Regions from separate parts of the Mus musculus genome. Here region 1 is linked to region 2. The links are chromatin contacts, called in public promoter capture Hi-C maps. All regions are on one chromosome and are shown on one strand. The core of a region is the stretch at or near the end of the contact, and the rest is flanking DNA. Distances in the headings are between cores, read along the strand shown.

Region 1 (3,694 bases), core at 767-3,266, 87 kb after region 2:
GAGTCACCAATGACTAGGTGTGCCTGTAGAGAGTGTGAACAGTGTTTAAGGCACTAGACAATCTGTTCCTTGCCAGAGATGCACTGAAGTCTACATTACAGATCCACGAGGCCTCATCTTTGTTGATCTAATTTAGGATGTATATACAAAGTACTTTTAAAAAGGGTTGCCATTTTATTTTGCTTTTTGAGGCAGGGTTTTGCTATATAGCTTAGCTGGCTGGCTCCAAACTCATGATCCCCTTTGACTCAACCTTCTGAATACTGAAATTACAAGCAGGTACCATTTATCCAGGACAAATCAAAATTTGTTTTTGGATTGGTGTAGTAGCACAGTCAGTCAAGGCACTTGTTGCTGAGCCTGACAAGGTAACTTGAGTTTGATCCCAGACCCACATGGTGGAAGGGGCCTGCAAGTTATTCTGGACCTCCCCAGGGGCACATGCACTTGACACATACATGCATGTGCTCAAACAGGCATATGCCCCACCCCACCCCACATTTTGAATCAGGTAAACTTGTGCAGTTCTTCACACACTTTCCCGATCTGTCCCACTCTCTCTCACTCATTCCACTATCAGTGATCCTTGTCACCCCTGTCCCTTCCCCACCATTGCCCTCCTGAACACAATGTCACTGTTACTCAGCAGTATCCTGTTCTCATGTGCTCTTTAACCTAACTCTGAAGTAATGTCTGGTCCACTGTGCAGATGAAGAAACTGAGCCTACAGACATTAGCTGGCTGCTCACAGCTACACATCCTATAGTGTGGGATGAAGACAGGTATGGACAGGGATTTCCTCTTGGGAGCAGAGGTGGGGTAAGACCTGTCTGTGTATTGAGAGTCTTTGGCTTACCCTCTCAGGCAGTTCCTGGCCCCAAGCGCCTGTCACCATGATAATCCATTGTGTTAAAAGTCAAACTTTCCAAATAGGAAAAGTGGGGTGGAGGGGAGGCAGGGGGTGAGGGAAAGGAAGGGGAAAAAAATGAGTTGAAATTAAAACTACCCAAGGAAAGAGGGGCCTGGCCCTGAGCAGTAAGTGCAGGGTACACAGTAGATATGAAGTCTATAGCCCTTCAGGGCTTTGTTCAGGAGCTGCCAGGGCACAGCTAAGCAGGTGGAGCTTGGCCCTTCCTGCATCTGCGGGGGCAGTGGCCATCGCATCTGTTTTTCATTGGCTATGTGAATAGGTTTCTTTTGGAAAAGGAGATGGAAAACCACTGACCTTATCCAATTGGCCCACCTTTGGAGATGGAGAAACAGAGGTCAAAGGGGCCGGAGACAGGAAGTCTAAAGTGGGGCACGACAGAGTCCTTCCCCAGTGCGCGCACACCGAGTAGACTTGGTTTAGGTGCCTGACTTCCCAGCCCATCCTGTTCTGTGTAAGCCCACCAACAAAAGCTCTTGGTTGGAAGCCCTAAATGAGCACAGCAGAGGAGAGAAGCCCTTAAAGAGCTCAGGGCAACGTTAGGTTCTCAGCTGCCACAGGCATGGATCACAGGCTCACTGCCGTGGCCTGTAACCTGCTGTGAGGACATACTCGTGTATGGAGCAACGCCAACAGGTGGACTGCTGTGCCCTCGTCTAGCCACAGCATGTCCAGTGCTCTGACGTGAGTCTAGCGCTGCCACAGCTTTACAAGGGTGGATTCTTAGAGTGACTTCCCCTTCCTTCCGTGGAACCTCAGAGTTCCCAGCCCCTGCTTCTCAACAACCATGTAGCTCTCCCAGCCTCTGCCCTTGCCTGGGCCATCTTCTCTGCCTTACCCATTCCAGTTGGAGAACTTTGTTCAGGGACTAGGAACACGCCTACAAGCACATCTCTCCTGCTACTGCCCCTGGCTGCCCGCTACTGCCCAGCACACGGCCTGGTGGTACAGCCTAGGCTGAAAGCACCAAGCCCAGGCATCAGAGCGACATCATCTACAGCAGGAAAAGACGTCTGTGCAGGAATGCTCTCTGGGAAAGCCTCAGACAGTACGCTCTTGACTGGACACTCACTCTGAGCGGAGTGGTTGGGAGTGGAGGGGATCTGGGCTGAGGCTGACTGGACATACCCATGAATCACACAGTCCAACAAGGGAGAAAACAGCAGTGATCCTCACAGCTGTACAAAAACTATGGCATAGAGGCTGGCCCACAGGACATGGACATAGCTCCTGAGCCCTGGGCTTGATTCCATGCTCTGCTGCCCACTGGCAGGATGACCGTGGACAAGTCATGCTGTCATCTATGGGAACTTTTGCTTCCTCTCTCAGCACTGCCCTAGGACTAAGGACACGAATGAAAAGCTCACCCTTCCTCTGCCCATGCATTCTGGCCTTGACACAAAACTCAGTACCTCTAGGCAACAACTGCCTCTGGAGGACAGAAAAGAATTCACACCACAGGAAGACATCCTAAAAGCTGCTTACATTTGATTTCTGTTGCTTTAAATTAGAACCATGACTGCAGCAGCTTGGCTTGGCAAGATCTAACAGTCACAACCTGGGCGTCCTATGCGATGGCCCTATCACTGTCTTATCCTGGCCTCCCCACCGGTGGTTTGCTTCCTCTTGCAGGCCAGAAGACTCACAGCTCCTCTCTATGTGATGCCCAGGGAGAGGTCCAGCCTGACCCTGGGCTAACCTAGTCTGAGCTGTGTAGTTCCAGAAAGTTCAGCAGCTCTGGATATGAGAAGACAGAGAGGTCGGCGCAGGCTCTGGGTCCATGCTAACCCTTTAAGATTCTCAAGAACAGGACTTCTTCTCCCTGGAGAACTTCAAGTGTTTCTTTTGTTTACTCTGCTTGAGCAATTGGCCCATGGATCATCTCAGCAATGCTAAAAATAGCAGGATTGCAGCAATTCCAACTACAGCCAAGAAACTCACATTTCCTCAATTGAGATTTCCCCCTGCTTCTTTTCTGATTCCTACTATGATGTGACTGGCTGTTCTTTCACCCCAATAGCAGTTAAGTTTTTGCTATACACCTTGGGCCATGCTCACGATGAAGCAGTGAATCAGGCTAAGTGACTTATAAAAGTGACAGCCACCAGGAAAGGGGTAAAGAATAGAAGCCGGCCAGTGTTCTTACCAGCCAGAGATTCTTATGCCTCTTGTCTTCAGTGACAAGCTGTTATGGGGAAAGAGAAGAAGCCACAACCAATGTCAGACAATGTCTTTCGAGAGCCAGAGATTCTTGTTCCAGATGAGGTAACTCTGGGTTGGTGTTACAGACAGCATTCTCCTAACAATGGACTCCCACGAGCATCTGCCCCGAGGACAACCTCTGCCTACTCAGTGGGGTCCTGGTGTCTGTCCTCTGGAGTAAGCCTGCTGAGCCTAGAGCCCATTCCTTTGCCTTCCTGTATTCTCTTATCTTTATTTCCTTGCCCCTCATCCTATCAGTCTGTCTCTGGAACCATCTACTGACTTAGTCCAGAAAAATCTCAACCCCAGTGTAGGTATTAATGCACTTTCTCTGTTTATGGCAAGGGGCTGTGAAGAGTCAGTCCATGGGCTGTTGTAAACACAAGACCCAAGGAGTGGCAAGTGGTACCTGGGTCCAGTGTGTTCCACTTCACCTTCTATCGAGGAAGCACTGCAGGTAGGCCAACTGGGGAGTGGCCTGTGGCAGACCAAAACCAACGGCCCTGAGCTCTACAAACCACAGGAGAAGCCAGGCTTCTATAAGCCCTGTGGGCAGACAACAGA
Region 2 (3,254 bases), core at 592-3,091:
CAGGATTCCCTAGGCCAATATATTAAGATATGGTATATCAGTGTTTCATGCCCCACTGGACTGGCCGGAGATTTCCATGGACCCAGGGTGCTTGAAGTGTACCGCGCTCTCCCAGACCCACTGCGTATAGCCCAGAGCTTCTTTGGAGACTTGGGGACTTGAGTGACCATCCCCTTTCTAGTGCCTTTCCATGTTACTTCCTGGATAAGGGCCTTTGGAGCCACCAGACCTGGCCTTCCCAGCCAAGTCCAGTATGATAGCAAGCCTTGAGAATCCGTAGAACTGCCTCTGAACTCTGGTCTGCGCCTGACCAGGATGTCCCAGCCAGGGACCAGGAGGGGAAGATAACCTACCCTTGTGTCTGCTTGTTCCCCCCATACTGCTTTGGCCTTAGGGGACAGTGGCCCGTGAGTGGACTGGCCTACATTCAAGAATGTGCTTTGGTTCCTGGTTGAGCAATGACATGACATTGTAGTGTTGGGGACAACTGGGATGGGGAAGACTCCCACAGACACTCCCCTCTTCCTCTAGGAAGATGTGGGAACAGGCTTACAGGAAACAGCCTCCCTTGTCCAGGCTTAGCAGGGACTCTGGGTGTGACACTTAACAGGATGGGTGGCCAGTGCGGGCATTCCCTCTCTGGGCCTCTTTTTTTTTTTTTTTTTTTTTTTTTTGGCATTGCCAAGCCGGGGGGTACGAAGATGGGGGCGGGGGGCATGCTCAGTGGAAAGAGAGTGAGGAATGATGGGAAGGCCTGAAACCAAGAGCTCTTCTGCCCTGCACATGTATTAATTCTGATCACGAGAGCACATTGGTGGGTCCTCACTGCTCCAGCTGCCTCCCACTGGAACATCCTGAGATCATGGAAAGATAGGACCCAAGCCAGGCTCCCAGAGGAGGAGGCTCACCAGCACAGAAATAGCCCTGAGTTCTTCTGGACTCAGCAAGTGGGCCTCTGAGCTGCAGAAAAAGGGAGGGCACTTGAGCAGGGCAGCCTCGTCCTTTAGAGGTCTAAGGTTGAGTTTATGGGTCACTATGTCCCAGCACTGTGTGTCAGCAGCACTGGGTGTCAGGGCACTGGACATCTGGCCTGCCTGCCCACTCCCTTCCCACCCCATGCTCAGATGTTTGGATGAGGCTGTGCCAGGCTGTAATAAAACGGTCCCGACGAGGCTGGAGAGCTGGCTCAGCAGTTAAAAGCACTGACTGCTCTTCCTGAGGTCCTGACTCTAAATCCCAGCAACCACATGGTGGCTCACAACCATCTGTAATGAGATCTGATGCCCTCTTCTGGTGTGTCTGAAGACAGCTACAGTGTACTTACATATAATAAATAAATAAATAAATAAATAAATAAATAAATCTTTAAAATATTTTAAAAGATTCATTTCTATAAAAATTTTAAAAATTAAAACAGCACGGTCCTGAGTGGCTACCTTGGTCTACCTTCAGCCCCATCTCTGTACCAGCTGGGTGATTGCATTGAGAGGCTGCCTGGGTGGAACCAGTTGGGAGTGGAAGCTGGGGAATGGAGTTTCACCCTGCAGGAGACACCCTGACCCTGAGCTGTTGGGAGGCAGGAAAACAGTGAGAGAGGTTCCCTGAGTTCCATGTCCCAGTTCCCCTGGGTGCATCAAGCATCACATTTCCAATGGCACTGGGACTGAGGAGTCTTTGGGTGGTGTTGGGGCAGCAGGGCAGGCCATGGGATCAACTGGCGATGGAAGAGTTAACAGCGGCAGCTGGCTCTTCTCAAGAAAAAAAAAACTCCCTGTAGATGCCTGGCTTGCCTCCAGGGTTGAGCCTCGGGAGCTGAAAACTGCAAGTTCAGACCTGTGGCTAGTTCTGCCTCTGGAGGAGAGTGTAGCAGCAGCCTGGCCACAGCCTGCCGTCTGTCTATCCATAAACCCAGGCTGGCTGGCTTCCTGTTTCTCCTCTGTAACCTGCCTGGCCACCTATCTGTAAGGCTGTCCGTCATCCTTTCTGTCCAGTTGTCTGGCCTGTGTGGCTGTCTGTCTTGACCCATCGATCTTTCCCCTCTGTCCAATAGCCTGAGATCACCCTGTGTAGCTTCTTTTCCCTTCAGTTTGTCAGTCAGTTTGTCTGTCTCTGTCTGTCCACTGCCCTGTGTGTCCAGTTGCCTCCCTCTCTGTCCCTGGGCCACTGAGCCATGGCTTGGGGTCACAGGGCCACGGTCTGCCTGGTCCTGCTGGGTGTAGGTCTAGGTCTGGTTATCGTTGTGTTGGCTGCGGTCCTTTCTCCTCGTCAAGCCTCTTGTGGTCCCGGTGCCTTCACGCGTGCTGCGGTAGCGGCTGACTCCAAGATCTGCTCGGATATTGGACGGTGAGTAAAAAGTGGGTGTGAGCTCAGTGGCCCTTGGCAGCTAGCGGGTTGTGCCTGGAGACTGTGTAACTGTGGTGGGGGTGTGAAGAGGGACACGCGAGTGCCGGCTGTGCTTGCGGTGGGGTAAAGGCCATGTGTGGTTTGGCTTCCTACAACAGTCCCAGGGCCCTTGCACAGAATGGTGTATGTGTGTCCATAGGGAAGATGGGGACTCTGGACAGCATTGCAAAGATGGTGTGAGTCTATTATTGAAGATCGGCTATACAGTGCTGGTTGGAAAGGCAGACTGGATGAGACCTGTGACTTTGTGCCTGCTGGTTCTGACCAAGACTGGACCTTTTTCAGAAACCTGGGCAACGGGCTTCAGGGTTCCATACATTGGTCTGCCCTGCCACAGAGAGAGGGAGGTCCCAGGGCCAGTATAAGAAAGCACGTTACAGCTGTCAGGACCTCCCTCTCTGTGGCAGGGTCTGGCCTTGGTGAGTGGAGTGACTGATGTGGAGGCTGGGAAGGAGGGAGAGAGACAGACAGAGACAGACACAGACACAGAGAGAAAGAGAGGCAGAGACAGAGAGACAGAGACAGAGAGACAGAGAGAGGAAGAGTGGGGAGAGAGAGACAGACAGAGAGATAGACAGAGAGACAGACAGAGAGAGAGGCAGAGAGAGAGGCAGAGAGAGAGGCAGAGAGACAGACAGAGAGAGAGGCAGAGAGAGAGGCAGAGAGAAGCTACAGTGGTTGTTTCCTGACCTTCCAGGAAACCCAGCCCATGGGAAGCCTATGCTACCCACCATGCTGCCACAGGATTACCCTGAGGCAAGAAGTCACTCCTGGTCCCCTGCCTCCCACTGGGGCCCTGAAACCTGGACAAGCCTCTCCTTTTTTCTGGTCATCTGGGTCTCCTTCCCAGA

Evidence for each region. Promoter capture Hi-C pulls out the DNA fragments that hold promoters and counts their contacts.
Region 1: a contact with region 2 is called in a promoter capture Hi-C map of macrophages, with 6 read pairs. The contact joins the enhancer-like site here to the promoter of Ggt5 in region 2. A contact is called at or near these places in 16 of 39 promoter capture datasets (the 3T3-L1 cell line, 3T3-L1-derived adipocytes, the C10 cell line and 10 more), 1 of 15 datasets of contacts at CTCF or cohesin (large pre-B cells), 15 of 484 Hi-C or Micro-C datasets (CD4 T cells, CD8 T cells, LSK cells and 10 more), 7 of 115 datasets of contacts at active chromatin or transcription factors (the HPC-7 cell line, craniofacial prominence, effector CD8 T cells and 3 more) and 5 of 9 other capture datasets (adipose tissue, embryonic stem cells, liver and 2 more).

The regions. Positions count from the first base shown.
Region 1 is chr10:75,674,200-75,677,893 of GRCm38.p6, forward strand. The region is part of intron 29 of Cabin1 (calcineurin binding protein 1); the gene reads right to left. Among named protein-coding and RNA genes, the nearest start is that of Gm40696, 21 kb to the right of the region's middle. Within about 2 kb of position 2,017, at least 82 of the 459 cell types and tissues checked have an H3K27ac peak or open chromatin away from gene starts, as enhancers often do. A contact at or near this core is called in 3T3-L1-derived adipocytes, adipose tissue, fibro-adipogenic progenitors and 6 more, where this site is marked.
Region 2 is chr10:75,587,540-75,590,793 of GRCm38.p6, forward strand. Ggt5 (gamma-glutamyltransferase 5) reads left to right here and starts at 1,842. Exons shown (of 12, transcript NM_011820.5): 1 at 1,842-2,343. The coding sequence starts at 2,171.